Linked DNA regions of Capra hircus: region 1 is linked to region 2. The links are chromatin contacts, called in public Hi-C maps. All regions are on one chromosome and are shown on one strand. Each heading gives the region's core, a stretch centred on a gene start, on an enhancer-like site or on the middle of the called end of the contact. The rest is flanking DNA. Distances are from core to core; before and after follow the strand shown.

Region 1 (6,840 bases), core at 1,368-3,867, 190 kb after region 2:
CTTACTCCTCCTGATGGAAGAGGAAGGCACCCACTCTGACTTCCCAAGGAAGCAGTCTTTCTCAGCCCATCCTCCCTTCCCTCCCATTCTGCCTCTGAGAGGGAGCTGAGATAGGAAAGGTTGTAGGCAGGTTTGGGGGGCTGTGGGGTACTGGCCCTTACAAGAAGGAGTTGCGCCCTGCACTGACGATGCTGGTTAGGGTCTCCACATCCACATAGTCATAGTGCAGTGCTTCGGGAGTGACTTTGGAGCCCATCTCCACTAGCAGCAGCCCAAGCCAGCGGCCCATGTCCTCTGAGCAGCTTGCCTGAAGGAGAGAAGGTACAAGCTGAGTTCACTGTGGCACATTCAGGGCCTCTGGCTACCCACTCACTTCAGCCAAATTCATATACGTATAGTATCTGTTTGGACTTAAGGATCCAAGAGGAGCAAGACTAGAACACTCATCCAGAAATCCAGTTTTCTGGATAGCAAATAGAGAAGCCAGCTACCTTTCTGAAACATATAACCTCACTCATTATCCTCAGAGCCTTCTGGACCGATTGCATATGAAAACAAAATTTAGGTGTTCTCTGAACTTTTTAAAAAATATTTGCTTTTTATTAAATGAGGAGGCTATTTATCACATAACCTACATTTTTTTCTTGTATCAAAGATGCCAATTATATATACACTCCTGTATACAGGAAAATCTCTACGAAGTTGCTGGTCAACTAAACACATGTTTTCATTTAAAGCACATTATCATAAAATATATAATATATATATATTAGAAAACATATGAATTTTTGCCTAACTAAAAAAGTTATGACAGTTTGATTCCACCTGTTTGACTTAGTATGAATAGAATGCTAGATTTCTAATTTTAAAAAATAGATATGTAACAAGCAACAAAGATTTACTGTAAACTACAGTCAATATCTTGTAATAACCTGTAATGGAAAATAATTTCAAAAATAATATATGTGTATATATAACTGAATCACACAAAAAAACAACTCTACTTTTTGAGATTTAGGAATGTTTACCTTTTTTCCAGTTTTTCTAAATGTTCTGTGGACATCTAATAACATATGAGATGCAGAATTTTAAATATATTTGTGTAGGATATAAGATTAATATAAGTTAATATAAATAGAAATCTATTATGTTTAAATTGGGAGACCTGGCTTCGATCTCTGAGTCGGGAATATCCCCTGGAGAAGGAAATGGCAACCCACTCCAGTATTCTTGCCTGGAGAATCCCATGTTTAAATTACTAATGACATCATTCAAGATGCTCCTATTCTTATTTTTTTTTGCACTTGATAAATACTCTCAGAGAAATGTTAAAGAGCATCAGCATAAAATCAAGTTAGCACACAAAAACTAAACTTGAATTTAAAAAGCACAGTTTTTGCCAGAAAGCTCTTTGTGAAGAGAAAGGGAAAGCTCTTTCTGAAGAGAAATGAAAGACCCATCTCAAGCTACTGAAAGTAGAAGTGACTTACAGAGTCAATATTTCCTTACATTTAATAACTGAGAGAGCAGTGGGTACTGGGCAAAGAAAACAATACCAAGAGGCTGGGTCTTAGTTGTAGGAAAAAGACCAAGAGGCCATTAATCCTCTGTGGAGCTTTGGATGAAGCATGTGACTGCCCTGGCCTCAGTTTCCTTATCTGTAATATGAGGGGGTAGTTGTTTAAGTTTTCCTCCAGTTATATTTTAAATTTCTAAATAGCTGAAGGATTGACATGTAAAGAGAGATTCAGTGTATTCTGTATGACCCCAGAGAGGAGGCCTGGTGTCAGTGGGTAGTTAGGAAAAATGAGTGGGTGAAATGAAATCACATTGTCATTCAGCCATTTGTCCAACAGATGTTAATTGAGTCCTTACTGTCACTTATTGAGCCCAATACTGTCCAGCCCAGGATTGCTGGATATCAGGCTGGGTTCTGGAAAAACAAAAATATGCCGAACGGGTGTAGTTGCTGCCTATACAGAGTTTTAAGATTTCAACTCAATATGGAGAGAATCTTTGTAAAAATTTAGTTGCTTGCTGGGAGGAGCAGTGGTTTATCTGAGATGAACAGTCACTGGTGGGAAGTATGTTTTAGAGAGGTTTCCAAAATTAGATCAGAGTTAGACTAGATGCCTTTTAGGCTTGGGACTATATTTATAAGGCAGAATAAACAAACCTTGGGTCTAGGGTTGCCAGATTTAACAAATAAAAATGCACAATTCTCTTAAGTTTGAATTTCAGATAAACAATAGTTTATTAGTATAGGTATGTCCCAAATATGGGATATACTTGTACTAAAAGGAATGTTATCGTTTATCTGAAATTCACATTTAAGTGGTTGTTCTATAGTTTAACCGGCTACTCAGCAACAGTTGGCTTACTTTCCCTCTTCCTTAGTCCCTGTAAGGTCAATAAAGTCCCCGGGACAAAAGCCAACCTCCAGGCCAGAGCTCCTCTTAGCTCCCACCCCTAAGCTATTTTCTCTTCTCACCTCCAAGATAGCGACCTCCTGGCGGTTGTGTAGGATCCTGAAGGCAAATGGGTGTCTGGGCCCAAAGCCTGGGGCCACCTCACAGCCGCGGAGGGCAATGGCGTTCACGTGGGTCCGCAGGTCTGTGCGGTCCTTATGGAAATACAAGGTGTTACGCTTCAGGCGGCACCAGCGCTCCTTCCATCCGTGGTTCACCAGCACGTTCAGATAACCTGGGAGGAAGAGACCAGCGATGGGACCTCCTGACGGTGCTGGGGGACACAAGTCAGGAGGCAGGGACAGAGGGCCTGGGCAACTCTACTCTAGCTGGAGAGAAAGGCCTTCCGGGTCCCGAGTCAGCTCATTCCTGGCCTGTGACCTCAGCTTTGTTTGTTATCTGTGAACAGGGGATTGATAATCATATTTGTACATACCTGCATAGCCTTCAGACCATACCAACCTTGATGAAAGCACAGAACCACTATATATAATGAACGAAAGACACAACTCTTCTTCTGCCTTTCCTCCTAAAATAGCAAAAACTAATTGCGGAGGACAGAAAACAATGGCTGATGCTGCCACCTAGTGGCAGCGTGTGGGAACAAAAACCGTGTAGCCAGGATGAAGAGCTAAAAACAAGTGAGGGGCAGGCTGATGACTTTAGAATTCCCTTTAATGTTTTAGGTCTTAATTTGTTTTTTACCATAACAGTGTCCTCAACCACTTACAAAATATTTCTTTATATCCATGTGCTTTTATAATGTTCTTTCCAGGTTAGCAGAATATTACTGTTTACCTAAAACACGTGATTTTTAAAAAATTGGATTCCAGTACGTGGAACAATGCGTTTAGATGAACAATGTTTCTTTTCTTTCAAACTACTTTTAATTCGCATTTTATGCATTTACAATAAAGTCCTTATATACTTTTTTCCAAGAAATATCCTTGTAAGACTGGACCATAACTTAAACACTTGGTATATTATATTATATACTGGGAAGTTAAGATACTCTCCTCTTGTCATAGTAGAGGAAACTGAGACCCAGAGATGGGCAGTGATCGGCACTAATGTCATAGCGAGCATAGAAATAGGACAGTTGGCTGACTTTTCCTTCTGTTAGGTGTCAGGGCCTCATGGAGGAGTGGTGGATGGGCATGGATTATTGATGGAGTGGAGGTTAGGCTTCCAGTAGGATTCTATCCTCTGCCTTAGGAATGAGGTAGATTAGGGCTGGAGGGTCTTCTGGCTTGGCCCCAGGATCCCTCATCAACAGGGTCTGAATTCTCTGCATGCATGGTACCCACCACAGCACGGAATCTCCTCAGTAGAGGACGCCTGCAGGTCATCAGCCAGTGCCTTCTTCTTAGAGAAGCTGATGATACGGGTGATCTTGCGGCCTGCAGCCCTGCTCATTGAACCCTTCAGCTCTGACAGGCTGCTCTTCTTCCCTTTGCCTGTTGCCGTGGAGATGGGTTAGGTGAGGGGAGGGAGCCCCAAGTTCCAGATCATCTGCCCCTAGCCTTCCCCCCAGCCTTTGAACCGGCACACAAGGCCTGGCCCAGTATGGATAGGCCCGGTCACATCAGCCAGGTCTCCAGAATGGTCGGGACCTGATCTGCACTGGGTGTGCTCATGGCAAGGCCCCTCCCAGCTCTAGCATTTTCCCACCTGAGCCCCCAGAGGCTCCTACCGTGTTCACGGCCCAGAGTGGAACAGCTGTCACCCATGCCCAGGCTGTCAGAATCCGAGGTCTGCTTCTCTTGGGACAGCCTCTGGTGAGGAACACAGACAGCCCCCTGTCAGAGGCACACTCAAAGTCTCCCTTTCTTGGTTCAGTCTCCTCTTGACCCCTGTACATGAGGATTAGCTAACGAAATATTTGTCAGCAACTGTCATACTGGTATGAGGAGGACAGCTATGACTTAGGATGGTTGTGTCTTCCATTTATTTGGAAGTGAGGAATTCAGTCTATTTGGGGATTGAGAAATTCAATATAATAGGCTGAGATTAGAGTCCTGGGAGTTTGGACCATATCTGGTAGGTGATGGGGAGGTAAGAAGGTATTTAAGTGGGACAGTAGTGAAGTTGGTCTTGTAGCCTCCCAGCTGCATCATGGGAGATGGACAAGAAGGGGGCAAGACTGGAAGCACAAGGGGCAGTAAGAATGTCATCCTGGGCAACAAGAAACTTGACAGGAGGGTGAACCAAACACCAGTGAGGATGGGGAAAAAGATGAGTTGGCATTTTCAAAAGTCATAACAGGACTCGGTAGTCAGTAAATGTGAATGGTGATGAGAGAGGAATCCATTACAATTCTAGCTTGGATGAGAGAATGGCAAAGATACCACATACACCACCCACCCACCCCATGGTAACAACTTCGTGGTCAGCCAGCAGTATTTTTACTTATTATGCCAACTCTGGACCAGTCATTCATTCATTCCTATTAAGGAGTGGTGTAGAATAGTCAAGATGGACCTTGGAAGAAATGATGTCTCTCCTCAGCTGTGGGGATGGGGGAAAATCCTTTCATTTCTCCAAGCCTTCCCCCTTGAATTACCCTCCTGTCAGTGGGCTGCTGTGAGGCACCAGGGAACTGGCACAAGTGAATTGTGAGGCTAATTGTTAGAAATTGTCATTCTAAAATCTGTGTGGTATGTGACTATCCCACTTTAAGAAGCTAAACTGTGCCAGCCAGACTCAGGACAAGACTACAGTGATACCCATCCACTTAAAAAGGTGAACTTACAGAGCTCTGAGGCCCCTAAACCTTTTCTGGGGATATCCTAGACCAGGCTCGGGGATGCTTTGCTATAAGCATAGTAATAGAAGGCAGGGGAAACGAGAGAGTCTGTGTACTCTCCCAAGTTTCCAAAAGTTGGAAAAATGGCAACTGTCAGAAATGGGACAGAACTGTCAGGTATAAAGAATCACCTCTGTAAACTGTGGAACAGAAGTTGTGGTTCCTATTTGTTCTGTGATGATGTACAGAAGTTTTTCATCAAGTTAGACAGCAAATATAAAGAAACACTGTGTGTGCACTTTGGAATTGACTTAATGACGGTGACAGCTCAGTCACAGGAGTCTATGGAGAGAGAGAGCCACCAGTAACACGTCCTCACTCCCACTCTTCTCCAGAAACACCACCTAAACATTTTAGCTACCCTCCTGCTGTACGCTCAGCCACTGGTCGGCTGGCTGGGTGTGATCAGCTAGCTCTGTTCTTATTATGTGTGACTTTGGGCAAATTTCTTTTTGCCATGGCTTCCTTTTCTGAAAATGCAGTTCATCAAAGAATTGTAGAAATTAAGTTAGGTACACACACACATAAAGCATTTAGAACAGTGCCGGCCACAGTCACATTTTCTATAATGCTAGCCTTTATTACGTCGTGTGAGACCCTTAGGATTTGGGGCTGAATCCCATGATCACCCACAGCACCTGGTGAAACATAGGCTTTAGCATGTATTTGCCGGTGGCCTGACAGAATGAAACGACTGCTTCACTTATGTCCCACTGGACACTCCTTGTCTGACTGACTGATTCCGATTTGGTGTTCATGGCTTGGTTCAAATGTGACCCCTTCCTGTCCTGGCAGGGTAGCCTAGTCACTCCCTTCTCTGGCTTGTGCTGCACCTTGGACATGGGCATTCATGAATTCAGTAAGTGTTTATTAAGTGCCTGGTCAATGTCTGGCTTCACCAGCAGCCTGCGCGTCCCTTGGGACAGAGCCTGTGCTGAGCTCCCACAGGCTGTCCCAGAGGGGCCCTGTGAAGACAGAGGTACCTTGTCCAGGTCCACCTTGCACAGGAGGACTGGGGATCTGGGCACGTCTGCCCCCTCGGTGCCCCCGACGGCTTTGCTGACCTCTCGGATGACCTGTGGAGAGGACACACACCGTGAACAGGTGAGAGATGCTATGGGGACAGAAGCAAGAACAAGGTCCAGAAGAGCGGTTGGGATCACTGGGTGGGAGACAGGTTGGCATGGCCTCCTGCCCCATGTGTAGGGCACATCAGGCTCTGAACAGGCTTTCTCCTGTGTCTGTCCCTTGAATTGAAAACGTAAGGAGCTGGGAGCCTAGAGGCTTGGCTTCTAGACCTGGCGCCATTACTACTTAGTTGCATGGCCTTGGCAAAGCCGTGTCCCTGCTCTGGGATTTCATTTCCCCATCTGTAACACAGGGATGCTACTGGTCCACTGCTACCTCCTTGGGGGTGTGAGGACCAGTGAGGTGACGGGTGTGAAGGGCCATGTGCATGCCCTGCACAGGCATGAGGAACTCACTTCTGTGATGTGTTGGAACTTTACAACAACCCGCAGAATAGCCAGGATTATTCTCTCCATTTCAAAGATGTGGAAACTGAGA
Region 2 (7,347 bases), core at 1,246-3,745:
GTTCAAGTATAAAATGCACTCAAATCATTTAGTGCACTTAGGCAAGTTAACTAAAATCTTTGGGACTCAGTCACACCACCTAAAAATTTAAAATTATGAAATTTTTTTCCCTAGAAAAACATTTTTTTTTTTTTGGCAGAAGATAAGATGGGTAAGAAGAAGACTGTATACAATGCTGTGTAAACATTGAAAGTAATTATTACCTTGGCATGGGAAAGTCAATCAGAGTAGGTGCCATCTAATAACTCAGTATCTTCAGGTTGATTAGAGGAAAGATTCTGAGACCTTAAGAATAGCCTGGAATATTTTATTTCTGTTTTCTATGACATCTTAAATGCCTGTGTTGGCGACCTTGTCGGAATCAACTACATAAAGAATTCAGTTGGGGTAGTGTCATAGTTGTTACACTTGTCTTATTTTTGGTTTGGGCAATAACTGTTAAGTTCCTATTTCAGTCTTCCTCCACCAGAAAGGTTAGAACACCTCTGACTTGAATTGCCTAATAACAACAGCAGGGTACATTTGTACAAGGTTTATGCCTTAAACACAGTGGTTTTACATATCCCATTTCAACTAAGCAGAAGGTATGGTAACCAGTGACATAGTGTGGGCCAAGAAAATATAAGCTAAGAAGGTCAAGAATTTGAAATTCTAAGCAACAAAAGAAAATATTAAAAATACAAGTTTCATATAGGTTAGAAGGGTCTATCATTTCCCTAGCCTAGAAGAACACGGATAAGAAGCAGTCTTAGGAGCTCAGATCAGGTTCAGGGTCTGAGAGAAAGTAAAGAGGGTCTGGAAAGTATGACTGGGAACTAATATTTAAATACGTCAGTTGGCTTTAGAATATGAAAGAGGGAGAGGCAGAAGTAATTAACACTAGTGAGGTAAAAGTATGCAGCGCTATCAAGGAGGGATGACTGGAGGTAAATAATTGAGGTCAGGTAGCCAGGGTCATGGCAGAGAAGGCAATGGCACCCCACTCCAGTACTCTTGCCTGGAAAATCCCATGGACGGAGGAGCCTGGTAGGCTGTGGTCCATGGGGTCGCTAAGAGTCGGACACGGCTGAAGCGACTTAGCAGCAGCAGCAGCAGCCAGGGTCAATGAACCAGTTGTACAGCCAAAGACTATAGGATTTGAGCTGTCAGCTGGTTCACTGATCCTCGAGACTTAACATCAGACATGGAGGAGATGGGTGTCAGCCCTAAAAAGTGTAGTTCAGACACAGATGGAAGTCAGGACCCGGATCTTGCTTGAGCTCAAGTGACAGAATTCTGACACTGAGAAGTCAGTTGAGCTGAAGATGGGCTGGGTCAATCAGCTGGAGGGGGATGATTTAAGTCAACTGTACATCTGCTGAGGTACTGACTGCTAATATAGTCCCTATCCAGATCTAGAGCAGGCACCAGGGTCTGAACAGGACATGCTAAGTGTGAGAAAGAACAAGGATTACTATGGATCTTACAAGTTCACAAAAGCTAGAGCTGTTGGGTAAGTCAACAAACCTCTCCAGAGCTTCAGCTTTCTCAGACACAAGATGAACATGTTACTGAAAGCTCAGTCTCTCTGTATGGTGCCGAATCTAATCTTGGAGACAGCTTTGGGTGAAGTAAAAAAGGACGGCTTTATTGCTTTAGCAGGCAAAGGGAGACACACTGAGCTTCTGCCTCAAAAATCTATGTCTCAACCTGGGGAGGATATGATTAAGGTTTTATAACAATGGTTTAAAGGTGAGGTCTCTGACAAGATTAGGATGACAGTAGGGTTTGCACTCCCTTAATCTCATCTCAGGTGGTCCAGTCTCTAATGTTGATGAGATTCTCTGGTCCCTTTAATCTTGATTCAAATAGTTTCTTGGCCGCTCCTCCCTTAATTGGCAACTGGTTTTAATCCGAACTTTGGAACTCAGGGAAGGTCATGGAATCTTGCCTATACAAAACAGGGGACAAAAGGTCCTCTGTGCCTGGAAGATCCACAGGGCCTTCCTCAGTTTCAAATATAACAAGGGATGATTTACCTATCTCTAAAACTGGTCATGACAAGTACAATTTAGCGTATGACAAATTACTTTATGAACTTTATGAGCCCTTTCTAGGGCTCTATAAATACACCTTGATTTCCTTTGCTTTGTGGATTAGGAGCCTACAATCCAGAGTTCTTTCCCACCCCCCCACCCCCCCCAATCAGACCCTAGTCTCTGCTTACTGCAGAAAGTCTTGCAGTGGTGTCAGGCTTGGCCAAGATCAAATGAAGCAGCTGTTCCACTTTCTGTGATCAGTATCAGTGCTTCTTGGCATTAGCATGGAGAGATGAGAGTTAACAGGATGTGATCTTAGGACCTGTTCTCAAGAATGGCAACTCAAGCATCTTCCGAACTGAGCTTCACAAAGAAAAGTAGATTACTATAGTGAGTAATAATGAGTCACTGGGAGCAGGGTTTCATGCCCTTGCTAATGAACAATGCAAGGGAAAAGAAAAAAGGCTGAGAAAAGGGACAGAGCAACCTCAGAAACCCCAAAACGCTGAAGAAATTCTTACAAACAAAAGGTAGCTACACAAATATCCCCAAATGCCATGCATGACAGTGCGTGTCCAGGAATTAATAGTTTGTTATTAAAATAGAAATTGTAAAATATAATTTGATAGGTAAATACTGCTAGGTCAGATAGACTGACCAGAACAAGATAAATGGGGTGAAGTGGGGAACTAAAGGGGAACCTAGGCATTTCAACTTTTACAGTGCCCTTCAAGGCCTGGCCTTGGTAAGGTCTTTAACCTGTGCATTGAACATCAATGATTTGAATTTCCTGTCAGGACACATCTCTGGCATTCAGTTATTACACTGCAGAATGTTCATTGCAGACAAATGAGTTAAAGCCTCAGGCATTATCTCAAAGTGACTCTGGGAGGGAAGGGTTGGGCTAGTGGAAACAGTCTTAAAGAGAATATGAAACAAATTTTCCTTGATTTTCACTGTTGAATTTCAACCTTGCCAAGAATAAGGCTGTGTTGAAGAGTTAAATCATTTTGTGCTTTCCCTGAAGAGAATCTAAGTGGGGATTTTTTTAGACTAAAAGGGACCTACAGAGGTCATTTAAGTAAGGCTCCTCCTCCACCTCCAGGGATAATTATTTAATTCTCTTTCTTAAATATTTCAAATAAAAGATATTTCCCAAACTCTTCTAATTTGGGGATCTCTTCTAGTTTCTAACTATCTATCCATTGCCATGTGTTTCACTGTTAGATAATTTTATTTTTCTGACAAATATTAAGGAAAACGGGTAAGGACCTGCCCATCAGGATGTTACATATTATCTGGATTTTAAGAAGCTATGACAGGAGACGAGCATGTTAATTTCTTTCTTCTACTTCAAAATACAAGAGTCAAATTTAGTAAATAGTACAACGTTTCTTAAACCTATAAAGAACTTTAGTATCTGACTTCTCTTTTTAGAAGGTACATTGAAGCCTCAGAAAACATTTAAGGTAGAATCACAAATAAGATTCAGTTCTTCTGAATACTTAGGTCAGATCAAGATACATTTCCTTAAACTATTTAACCCAGCCCTTCAAAAGCCAAATAAAAGGATATTCAATCTGGCTTCTCCTGTCCCAACCCAAATTACTTTTTAAGAATAAAATAAGGGTCCACTACTCTAGTATTGTTTCCAGGATCTCTTGTTAAAGTTAGGAAAACTTCAGGATCCTGGCTACTCTGAAATGTAAATGGAAACATTTTACTCATAATAGGTGGCAAAGGAGGCATTTTCTTCCAAGGAAGCACAGTGAAATGCCTAACTTAGGCATTTAAAATGCTTCTGTACTAAAGTCTGGGTTAATCTCACTTTTGGAACAGTGACAGTTTAAGTTCTTCCCCATCGCTAAGACCTTGTATATTTATTTTTGTGAGAATAATTTTACGTCTGTGGGAATACCTAAGCTCATGCAAAATATGAGAGATTCGAATATATATGAGATTATTCTGTTTTTCATACTTGGTTTCTCCAGGCAAGAATACTGGAGTGGGTCGCCATGCCCTCCTCCAGGGGATCTTCCCAACGCAGGGATGGAAGCCATGTCTCCCACATTACAGGTGGATTCTTCACTGTCTGAGCCACCATGGAAGCCCAACACAAGCATTTACAATACCTCTGTACTAAAGTCTGCGTTAATCTCACTTTTGGAACAGTGACAATTTGAATTCTTCCCCATCTCTAAGACCTGCATATTCATTTTTGTGAGAATACACTTTTACATCTGTGGGAATACTTGAACTCATGCAAAATATTAGAGATTTGAATATATATGAGATTATCCTGTTTTTCATACTTAACTATATTCTTGATTTTGAGGATCCTTTGATTGCCATTATTTCTAAATTCAGTTCCATCACTTCATGGCAAATAGATGAGGAAAAGTGGAAACAAGGACAGATTTTATTTTCTTGGGCTCCAAAATCACCACAGACGGTGATTGCAGCCACAAAATTAATAGACTCTTGCTCCTTGGAAGAAAAGCTATGACAAACCTAGATAGGGTATTAGAAAGCAGAGACATCAATTTGCTGACAAAGTCCGGATAGTCAAAGCTATGGTGTTTCCAGTAGTCATGTATGGGGTTTCCCTGGTGGCTCAGATGGTAAAAAATCTGCCTGCATTTCAGGGGACCCAGGTTTGATCCCTGGGTCAGAAAGATCCCCTGGAGAAGGGAGTAGCAACCCCCCTCCAGGATTCTTGCCTGGGAAATCCCATGGACAGAAGAATCTGGCAGTCTACAGTCCACAGGGTCATAAAGAGTCAGACACAACTGAGTGACTAACACACTCATATTTGGTTTTTCCAGTAGTCAGTACAGATGTGTGTTGGACCATAAAGAAGGCTGAGTGCCAAAGAATTGATGGTTTTCAAACTGTGGTGCTGGAGAAGACTCTTGAGAGTCCTTTGGACAGCAAGGAGATTAAACCAGTCACTCCCAAGGGAAATCAACCCTGAATATTCACTGGAGGAACTGATGCTGAAGCTCCGACACTTTGGCCACCTGATGCAAAGAGGCGACTCACTGGAAAAGACCCTGATGCTGGGAAAGATTGAGGGCTGGAGAAGGGGGCGACAGAGGATAAGACAGTTGAACAGCATCACCAACTCAATGGACATGAGTTTGGGTAAGCTCCAGGAGAGAGTGAAGGACAGGGAAACGTGGCGTGCTACAGTCCACAGGGTTGCAAAGAGTCGGATGCGACTTAGCCACTCTTACAGGAAACTAATTAGCCCCCTTCCTTCAAATGAATCTACATAGCTAAAGAAAGCAATTGCTTCACCAATTGGGAACAAATGTGTCCTGCTGGCTGTGTCCATAAAAGGGACATTTTCAGTCTTATGAGCACAGACTTGTAAACCACACATTTACAAAATTCTTGAGATTTTGAAATGGATGGGGAAGGGAGTAGGGAAGTTGTGTGTGTGTGTGGGGGGGGGAGATCTAATTAATAACAATGATTGGTCAGAAAAGATAATTTTACAACCTTTTTCAAGGATAAGGATTTAAACTTTTAAGGTAAATCTAAATAATGAAAAGATAGGATAGCCCACAAATACTTATTCATTACTTATTCATCACAAATGACAAAAACAGAATTAGGAGTTGTTGTTTATGATATAAGGGATTTTAATACTTTAGCATTTCTAAAAACAAATTCTAACCAATTAATTCTGGATGTGGGCAAAGATTTAGCTATAGGAATATTCAATGAAATTTTTATACTAGCAAGATTTTGGAAATAACTAAAATACTCCATAAGGATTGGTAAATGCAGTTCTATCAATATGATACATATTTAATATGAGACACAAAAAATCATATTTTAGGGGACATAGGTATACCTATGGCTGATTCATGTTGATGCATGGCAGAAACCTACACAATATTGTAAAGCAATTATACTCCAATTAAAAATTTTACAAAGTTCTTACAAAATCATATTTTGGAGGATAGTTATAGAGAAATATGTCTCCAACAAATCATTAAGTGAAAATCCCATCTCCAAACTGAATGTGCACTATGACTACTTGTTGCAATTTTTTTAGAAATAAAATATACGTATGTACACATGTTGTTGTTGTTGTTTAGTTGCTAAGTCGTGTCTGATTCTTTGCGGCTCCACAGACTACATCACACCAGGCTTCCCTGTCCTTCACTACCTCCCGGAGTTTGCTCAGACTCATGTCTGTTGTGTTGATGACGCCATCTAACCACTTTATCCTCTGTTGCCCCCTTCTCCTCCTGCCCTCAATCTTTCCCAGCGTCAAGGTCCCTTTCAATGAGTCAGCTCTTCACATCAGGTGGCCAAAGTATTGGAGCTTCAGCTTCAGTGTCAGTCCTTCTCAATGAATATTCAGGGCTGATTGCCTTCAGGATTGATAGGTTGATCTCCATGCAATCTAAGGGGCTCTTGAGTCTTCTCTAGCACCACAATTTGAAAGCATCAATTCTTCAGTACTATACATGTGTATCAATAAATGTACACACATTCAAGATACATATAAAAAGACACAGAACACACATAGAAACAAATACTGGCCATTTATATACAGCAAATTAACATTTCATCATTATCTCTGTAAGTTTTTCTTTTTTTTCTGATTTATCTAAATTTTTCAAATAAATACTTGTCACTTTTATAAGGAAAAGAGAATTCAACATTTGATATGTGTAAAAGTTCATTGGGTAACATATATATGAAAGATACAAACTTTAGAATCTTGAAGCCATATGGGTCAAAAGCACAGATGTGTTCAAAGAATTAAGTTAATCTAAATAAATTTATGGTTAATAACACCATAAAAAGAAATGTTTGCAGAAAGTCTCAAAAGTGTTTGAAGTTGCTATCATAGATGCAGCTATACACTTTCACAAAAGCTTGTGAATAATGCAGTAGGGGAGAATAGGAACTGAGACCAGAAAGGAAGACAGAAATTGCTGCCATTAACAAAGACTAGAAAAAAGACTGAATAGATCCAATAAGACATTTCTAATGTTCTTAAGTGCCCAGTCACCTCATTAACTCCCTTATCTGATACTGATTATGCACAAAGCTCTGTAACAGTTAAACACCTGAAGCAGCATTTGACATATTCTAAGCCATTCTATTTTTCTACTTATTGGTACCAAACAACCCTAGAGATGGGCAGGTCGCCCCCTTTTTAAAAAATATTTGGCTGCACAGTAGTCTTAGTCATGGCATGCAGGATCTCTAGTTGTGGCATGTGGGATCTAGTTCTCTGACCAGGGATTGAATTTGGGCCCCCTGCATTAGGAGTACAGAGTCTTAGCTACTGGACCACCAGGAA

The links. A called contact is a pair of places that touch in the nucleus more often than the background predicts.
Region 1: a contact with region 2 is called in a Hi-C map of blood, with 4 times the contacts expected there. The contact joins two enhancer-like sites. A contact is called at or near these places in 2 of 5 Hi-C or Micro-C datasets (both in blood).

Annotation. Positions count from the first base shown.
Region 1 is chr7:49,697,829-49,704,668 of ARS1.2, forward strand. AFAP1L1 (actin filament-associated protein 1-like 1) reads right to left here. Exons shown (of 19, transcript XM_018050180.1): 9 at 6,258-6,350; 10 at 4,162-4,243; 11 at 3,776-3,925; 12 at 2,492-2,703; 13 at 162-307. Among named protein-coding and RNA genes, the nearest start is that of GRPEL2, 25 kb to the left of the region's middle. Within about 2 kb of position 2,618, at least 1 of the 5 cell types and tissues checked has an H3K27ac peak or open chromatin away from gene starts, as enhancers often do.
Region 2 is chr7:49,503,621-49,510,967 of ARS1.2, forward strand. No RefSeq gene overlaps it. Among named protein-coding and RNA genes, the nearest start is that of CSNK1A1, 6.8 kb to the right of the region's middle. Within about 2 kb of position 2,496, at least 1 of the 5 cell types and tissues checked has an H3K27ac peak or open chromatin away from gene starts, as enhancers often do.